2 separate regions of the Drosophila melanogaster genome follow, and region 2 is linked to region 1. Evidence: chromatin contacts called from public HiChIP or PLAC-seq data. All regions are on one chromosome and are shown on one strand. Each heading gives the region's core, a stretch centred on a gene start, on an enhancer-like site or on the middle of the called end of the contact. The rest is flanking DNA. Distances are from core to core; before and after follow the strand shown.

Region 1 (4,295 bases), core at 803-3,302:
TGGGGAGCAGCAGATGAAATTCATCACTGAATGCTCCTCCATCTCCTACCCCTGCAATCCACTCGTGCGTTTCATGGCGGGACACTTGGCGAATGTGGGTCAAAGTTGAACACAATCAGAGCTGAAAGCTTACATCAGTACTTTCGAACACGCCCACATTTCTGTGCACTCCAATGTGTATCCGAGTACTGAGTGCAAAAGCAAAACACTTGCCGCCCATTTCAGTAGTTAAAAAACAATGCACTTTGAAAAGCCTATAAAGAGGATCTTTTGTGCCATTTGCGTGTAGCATCAGATTCAGTCGTATAAATGATACCCTTGGGCGTATAATAATATTTAATATTCTGATACTTTTTGATATCATCTGCCGTTATCATAACGAAACGGTGTATACGATTTAAGTAAGCATATTAAACCGCTTTATTGCTTGGCATTTCATAAGATTGCACTTCTCTAAAAGATTGTGTAATATATATATATATATATGTATATATACATTGCGTGATATACATTTCCTGTTTTTGTCATATGAAGATTGCTCTGCGAAGGGTTTTTATCACTGGGCACTGGCGTAGAGAAAAAGGGTGCTGGAATAGCATATGTTATATGGTTATGGCTACCATGTGAGGATCGCCCGAAAGTCAGTCAGCTGGAAAGTGAGGTAAGCGCGCAAATGCACCACCTGCTGCGTCCGAAAGTGACAAAACGAAAACGAAACTCCTTCGGTTTTCTATTTTATTAATGGGTAAAGAAGAAGCTTCGTGCAGAGTTACACAGAGAGAAAAACTGCAAATGTATGACTCGTAAAAAAAGTGTATTTAGTGACCAATGGTGACCATTTGAAGCGGTATTTATGTAGGCAGCTGTTCTCTAATAATTCCAGTTATTCGTTAAATGCAATGACAGTGTTTTTCGTGTGCTGGCGATTATGCAGTCAAAACAGAAAATGGGTTTCCCATCCCATCCATAAATGTCACTGTACTCCCCGCTTATCGCTTGAGGCTTGAGTAAACAGTCGGAACAAACGTAGCATATCGGTTTATGCAATACTTTTTGAATTGTACAATAACTATTGTGCAGTCGCCAAGTTTCCCCTTTTGCCTTATACTTGCAGTCAGCCGGGCAAACATTTAATTAATTAACAAATGCGACCTTGACTGGAATTTCAATTAAGTAAGTAGCTTGAGCAAAACTTTGATGAGAATGGTGGAGTGATGTTACATATGTATGTATGTTTGCAAAAGCAAGCAGTTGTCAGGGTGATGTTGTGGTTAAATATCAATTGCGGGTAACTAACCTTTTGGTGATTTCCGATTCGTTCCGATCCGATTCGTTTCGATTCAAAAAAAAAAAACCGATCCGCAAAGTTGGTTTAGTGGTTTTTTTTTGTCTTTGCCTTTTTGGTTCGCAGAGGGTGGACCAAAACAGTTAAAAGTTAAAGAGAGTGACTAATGCCGCACGCACACAGTCGCACTCAATTTGTTGTCATACACACACAGAGAGACAAGCGCACACTCGCGGGCATCAACTTTGCACTCTTCTCACCCCCTCTCGCTCGTTCACTCGCATTCAAGGTGGTTAACGAGAGGTGAGCCAACAAAAACAACAACAGCAGCAGCCGCGGAGCGCACTCACACACACGCGCTAAATAGCTGAACAGCAGCTGCAAAAGTAGTAGCACGTATCCGCAGAGACAAAAACGAAGAAAGCAGGAGATGGAGAAGGAAGTGCGCCTGCAGCTGCGACAATTATCACCCGATTATTTCGCAGCGTGTATTGCGAAATGTGCGCCTTCGATTTGCTAAATACTTTTGCTTAATTATACGCACGCACACACACACCAAGGCACTTTCCCATAACGAATTTAATTCAATTCAACGACGTGCTGCACGAATCGCTTTCAGCTGTGCATTTAATAGCGATATTTGTCGGCCTTGATATGCGTCGATGTTTTTCAATGGTGTCGCAGAAGAGTTATGGAATAATTTAATTATTTTTCGTTTTTATTGCGCCGCGAACGCGTCCGTTATGTTGATTCTGCCAGAGTGACCGTGGCTTGCAGTCGAAATAATCCAGCGATTAAAAGTTTAATTTTCCCGCGGTTTTCAGCACTGTTTTCTATCGATTAATTTAAATGCTTAGATGTGTTTCCACTGGCATCATGGTTATAATAGGTTTTAACTTGTTTGGTTCCTTTTGAAAGTACTTAATCTAATTATACTCTCCTTGACTAATTGCTTTGGAAAATGTTGATAGCGAAACCTTTGTTTTTAATAAAAGACAACTGTTTCTTCTCTTGAAATCTCTAGTGTGAAGATGCTGAAATGACCCACGATGTAACCGTTTCTCCGGTTAAATTGCAACACAGTCTGACCAGATCAAGGTGCCCAAGAAAATACTTCCAAATTAAAAGCAAACTTTGCTTTCCGCATCCCTTAGAAAAATAGAATCCCGATATATATTATTTGGACTGCTCGAACGCCGCCGACGAGCCCAAAAACGCGCGCACATTTACAACGACAACAATACAAACTTGAGCTCAGTACGTAAACTTTTTTGACCAGCTGCCGTTAGAAGCAAATCAAAGCTGCGACGATGGATGACTCACGCGAAGAAAGCCAGTTCATTGTGGACGACGTGAGCAAGACGATTAAAGAGGCCATCGAGACGACCATCGGCGGTAACGCCTACCAGCACGACAAGGTGAACAACTGGACCGGCCAGGTGGTGGAGAACTGCCTGACGGTGCTCACCAAGGAGCAGAAGCCCTACAAGTACATTGTGACCGCCATGATCATGCAAAAGAACGGTGCTGGACTCCACACCGCCAGCTCCTGCTACTGGAACAACGACACCGACGGATCGTGCACAGTACGCTGGGAGAACAAGACCATGTACTGCATCGTTTCGGTCTTCGGACTGGCCGTCTAGAGTGGAGGAATGGCAGGACTGCCGGAATTCGCGATGAAGATGACTTAAAAGGGGGAGGGACTAACAAGATTGCCGTCGTACACCAGCACACACCAACAACACAAATACCATACTTTTTTGATCGGCCATCCATCCTGCTGTAATAACAAAATTTATTATGGAGCACTTGAAAACCTTGTCGTCACTTCCAAGCAATTAGCAAGCAACTATTCCGTTGCCAGTGTACTCGCCTAATGTTATTCTTGATTTTCAATCTAAAAACGTAAATAAAAAGTGTATAATACCGTAGCATAATAAGTTAATCATTGCAAACTGTTTTCAATGGGTCATCATTTTTTGGGTCGTGGGAATATTTTTCGTTTCCATGGCAGCAATTGGCCATTGGTCTAAAATCGATTTAAATTCCCAGGCATTTGTTAAAATTAAACTTTAATGGTCTTTCTCTTATTTCTTTATTTATTTTAGTTTATCAAAACCTTCTATCGTTTAGAATAATAATATTCCTTCTGGCATTGCCCAAAATAACAAAATCAGAAGTACCTGGATGCAATAAATGTAATTGGCGCGCCAGGGTTTGTTAAATCGATGGCGGGCGCGGTGTCCTTGAAGATACTCCTACTTCTTGCGCTGGAAGCGACGGCCCGACTTTAGAGCCGGAACCTTGCTGGGCAGGCGCAGGCTAAGGATGTCCGAATTGGATTTTGGCAGAGCGTTCACAATGTGGGCGTACTGCTTGATCCGAGCCTTGGTGGTGGCCAAAGCACGGGAGAGGACATTGATGTCCACTTCGAACTTCTCACTGAGGAGCAGGGCCATCACAATAAAGTGTGTCAGTGCCTTTTCACTGCTGAAATTGGTGCGAGTTCCCTTCTTTGCCACATTGGGATCCGCAAAACGATGGCGTATATCATTCTCGATCTTCTCCGTGATACCAGAGAGCTCAGCCTTTTGCATTTGACGCGAACGAAGGGAAATTAGCGACTGCAAGGCGTCCATGTAGATGATAAGTTTAATGTGCAAGAAGTCTCGCTTGGATGAAACGGGATTTTCCTGAATTTTGGCCAAACATGACTTGAGGTATTCCGATTTAATGCTGCAAGGAACAGAAATTTTAACATTTAAATGTTACTGCTTTTACCAAACTACATACGGTAGAGTCTGCACAGGCGTGGAGAACACCACTTTGGCCTCCTCCTCGAGACGTTCGAGCAGAGAGCTCGGGATCAAACTTTCCACAGCGTAGACTTCGTCCACTTTGGTTGCCTCCTTGTTGAACTCGGGCACAATGCTGGCCAGGTACTCCTCATTGTTGATGCTCACATCACCCAGGGTGCCGTCCTCTTCGTCTTCGTTGAGCATGCTCG
Region 2 (4,141 bases), core at 1,618-4,117, 100 kb after region 1:
AGCACCCTAGTGCACGGCATTTCTAGTACTTGGCTTAATAATAAATGTAAGAACAAACTTATAGACCAATTAGGTTCTAGCAATTTATCAAAACGTTACGACGTGTTGTATTCTTTCTAAGGCGTAGAAAATAGCGAATGGGAAAGCTTCTTATTTATAATTCATTGTTTGAGGTAATTTACTATTGAAGGTTTATCACTTAAAAGCGGAAACAGATATGGCTCAGACTTTAACCTAGGCATTATATGTAGATATGAAACCTATTTACAAGTTTTATATTTCTCTCTGAACTCAAAATAGAATTAATATATAGTATTAAAGATATACTGCTGTGCAATATATAGGAACAAAACTAAGCTTCCAATTATAATAAATGCAATAAATTAGTATAAATTCACATGAAACCCTTACCTCCGCCGACGAGAATTACCTCCAAAACTCGATTGGCTTTAAAAAAAAAACCGGTAATAGAATTGTAACTCGCCTGCTCAAATGTTGTTTAATGATTCAACGAGCGCACTTTCGTTTATAATGAATTCAACCAAAAGTCCAGTTTCCAATTGCGATAGCCCAATATCGCAATATCACAGTTCACACGCACAGCTCGAACACTAAAAAAACACTGAGCCAGCTGAGAGGCAACTGCTAACTGCTAACTGTAAACCAGTTCGACTTCAAAACAACAACTAAGTGCCGTTCGCTCTCTTCGCCTTCTCTTTTCTCTCCCGCTTTCTTCTCTCCACCTCTTCACTGCTTTGCTGGTCAATCTAGCCTTGTGTGCGTGAGTGTGGGTGCGCCTATCACGATGTACAGGTAAACTTTTATTATTACTAAATGTCCAGAAGTCTTTAATTAAAATAATTACTTATTGCGACAATAAGTAAGAAGGTGAAATGTAAGACTTCCCAAATTGCAATAAGAACAATAGCTGTGAGAGCAATAATAATCTTCAGCTTTTATCACTGAGCGGAGCGACATAAGCAAGCTGCACTGTACTTCAGATGCAATGTTGTTGTTTCAGTTGTTGTAGCTGCTCCTTGGCTTTCACACGCGAGTTGTGGGTGAGCCTTAATCACATTTATTCGATGGTGAGTGGAGAAGGAGGTGCTGAGTGGGCGAGGGAGCGGCGCCGAGAGAGCGAACGAGCGGTTGACATTGACAACCCCCCTTTTTTGCTGTTGGGAGCGGGCGCACGCCCATGTGTGAGTAGGCTAATATCGCTACACTTCGAAGTTTCGTTGAATTTGCGCTCTGTTTTGTTTGCTTCTCTCTTTATCGCTCTGCGCTTTGGCTCTCCCGTTCGCTATTTGTTGTTAATTCGAATACGAATATAACTTCTAGTTTTTATGGTGCCTTTGCGCTCGGTTTTATGACAAAACCATTTTTTTTCCACTGCGGGTAATTAAGAACTCGCTGGCACGAATAACCGAACCAATTCAATGTGAATCCACAGTGGAGGCGATCGAGGAACAAAAACAGTCCGCACCATCATTTATTAACGCCAATTGTCAGTTCAATTCATTTTCTTCAACTGCTTCTGTGCGAAGAAACCGTTTCATTGCGTCACAAAGATGATTATGCTCATATATTATCGAACTAATGGGGGGAATTCAAAATTATATAGAGCTGTAAAACAGGAGCCAGCTAATAAATCGGCTAGTATCAACTCCTTATAAATAGCCTCTTTACGCAATACTATTGAATACAGAAAAATAAGCCATCAAAGTCAGCATTATTTGCAGTGTTTGCCGACCACTTCCCCGATAAGCCATACATATAGAGTTACGTAACTGGAGATCGGCGACTCGAGTGGCCGGGCTTTGGCTTTATATAGCTAATTAACTGGACGATCGACCAGGAGCACTTGTGTGCAACTCGGCAAAATACTATACTTCAGATGTGAAATTGCTAGATTTCTAGAATCGATCAGATTTTCCCCATTCATAAACTGGGTCTGCGACTGTGGCTAATCAGCGCAATACTGATTGATCGATTGGAAGTGCCATTGGACAATTTATAGAGCGATCCATAAATCATAATCGACTGGTATTTATTGTGCGCTATTCGCAACTACTCGAGCCCAGCTTTTAGGGTTTCCGTTCCAGCTGGAGATCTTTGTGGGGACGCAAGGCTTCTGGAAACCGAGACCCCGAGAAAAAGATCACATGATAGAACCCCCCCATATGATTATGATGATTGCATAAAACTCGAAAACTCGCGACTTTGCAAAGAGAGCGCGACTCACAGATACTCTGGAGAGTATTATATTCACATGACAAGGGTTCGACTAACACACACACACACTGCGAACGTAGTAGGTGCGTACCTGAGTATCTCAGAGATACTCGGGGCTTACGAAAGAGATAGCGCTACGCGTATCTGCCGCTCTGACTTTAGCTGCGACTTCTGGCAGGTGTTTGCACAATGGGTCCCATGACAGGTGTGCCCCGCAGCCCCCAGTAAGCTCACTTTTCCGACCAGTAGCTGTCAGCAGCCAGCATCACGTGCCAAAGTGCATTCAAATTGGGCTTAATTGCACATACTCCCTGCTGCCAAAGCACGTGCTTTGGATGGCTAGTTTACAGGGGATATGGGATATATACGGGTGGATAACCCGTGGCACAGCTTTTACACCTCGAACCCGCCGGGTTTTTCCAGTTGCTTCGAGTTTTTTCGAGTTTTTCGCTTACCTTCACAGCTCCGAAAACGCTTTTTATGTCAAAGACACACCAGATTCGATTCCCCGCGAGTGCGAGCGATAAATTTAGAACTTGTTTGTTGCCGAGCGAGAGTATCTTTATTCGAATCTGAATCTGAATGGAGCGCAGCACACGTCTGCTCACCGCCAGCGATCGACTGCGTTTAAATTTGGCACTCGCTGCCGCGACTTCGGTTCGAAAATCTCGCGATCGCCTCGAAATGCCTCGCACTCTCTGTTACTCAGCACACACACCCTGTGAATTCAGGCGGCTCTCTCGGCGCGGGCATGCCAACTATGTATGATCGGTGACCGTTATCGCAAATCAGAAATCGACAAATACCCGTACTAAAGTCAAAATCCTCGAGTGCTACATGTGTCTACCAAAAAAATGGTCAGTTTCCAAAAACCTAATCACTCTTAGGATCACCCAATTAATCACCATTAATATGTGATATTTTTGCAGTAACTAGATGTGCTTGTTGATAGTGAGGAAGCCAATCTCAAAAAAAAACCAATTGAACTAACACTTCTTACAATTTAAACTTTTAATTAGAATTTAGAATATAAAATAATATTAAGCTAATTTGGTAACAGTTTCATTTTAAATTTCAACTGTTTTAAGTGCTGTAAAGTGCATAAAGTGTTAACAGGTGGCTCCACGCACAACGCGTTAGTACCTTACCAAATAGCGTTTTCACTGCACCGCTCACCACGGCCACACTCTGCCTTTGTTTTGTTTTGATATTCCCACTGCATCGCATTTAATTTATTAAAAGCTGTTACCAAATTATGTCCTACGCCGGCTATAGCCAGCTGCCCAGCGGCAGCGACCAGGAGCGCAGGCAGGCGCAGCTCGCGGCCAGCACCTACGACGTGCTACAGCGGACGACGGACAGTATCCAGCGATCCAACCAGATTGCCATCGAAACGGAGAACATGGGGGCGGAGGTAATTACCCAGATAGTAGCCATTAACAGGGCTAACTAATGCTCGCTTACGCATCAACAGGTACTCGGCGAACTGGGCGAGCAGAGGGAGTCGCTGCTACGCACCACGCGCCGCCTGGAGGACGCCGATCAGGATCTGTCCAAATCGAGGGTCATCATTCGGAAGTTGAGCAGGGAGGTGCTCTACAACAAGATCATCCTAATCCTGATTATCATTCTGGAGGTGGGCATACTCGTCGGCTTGCTGGTGCTGAAGTTCGCTCACCTGTGAGCCAATGCCATTCTATTCCAAAGTCGTAACCACCAAACAGGCGATGGACTATATATACCTATTAATCGTTACGAATTCTTTGTCCTAGTTAATAAGCTTATAAATGTATATACTCCACTAAAATGCACTTCCAATTCAAAAAGGTCAGTTTTAGGATATACCCAGCGATGAATCGGGTGGTTGATTATGTTTATTCATGTTGGCTAAAGCGTTAATGCCTTA

The links. HiChIP or PLAC-seq counts read pairs in DNA pulled down with a chosen protein or histone mark.
Region 2: a contact with region 1 is called in a Psq HiChIP or PLAC-seq map of the Kc167 cell line, with 3 times the contacts expected there. The contact joins the promoter of Vha100-2 here to the promoter of l(3)05822 in region 1. A contact is called at or near these places in 19 of 107 Hi-C or Micro-C datasets (the Clone 8 cell line, the D17-c3 cell line, the Kc167 cell line and 8 more) and 2 of 6 datasets of contacts at active chromatin or transcription factors (the Kc167 cell line and the S2 cell line).

What each region holds. Positions count from the first base shown.
Region 1 is chr3R:18,296,827-18,301,121 of dm6, forward strand. l(3)05822 (lethal (3) 05822) reads right to left here and starts at 2,053. Exons shown (of 4, transcript NM_143794.3): 1 at 1,298-2,053. Dlc90F (Dynein light chain 90F) reads left to right here and starts at 2,403. Exons shown (of 1, transcript NM_058008.4): 1 at 2,403-3,218. The coding sequence starts at 2,596. The coding sequence ends at 2,931. Polr1E (RNA polymerase I subunit E) reads right to left here. Exons shown (of 3, transcript NM_142451.3): 2 at 4,082-4,295; 3 at 3,369-4,024. The coding sequence ends at 3,547.
Region 2 is chr3R:18,396,302-18,400,442 of dm6, forward strand. Vha100-2 (Vacuolar H[+] ATPase 100kD subunit 2) reads right to left here and starts at 2,868. Exons shown (of 6, transcript NM_142465.2): 1 at 2,691-2,868. It overlaps Vti1b (Vesicle transport through interaction with t-SNAREs 1b), which reads left to right and starts at 694. Exons shown (of 3, transcript NM_001275780.1): 1 at 694-1,202; 2 at 3,511-3,649; 3 at 3,710-4,038. The coding sequence starts at 3,638. The coding sequence ends at 3,919. It overlaps Wdr37 (WD repeat domain 37), which reads right to left. Exons shown (of 3, transcript NM_142466.3): 3 at 4,072-4,141.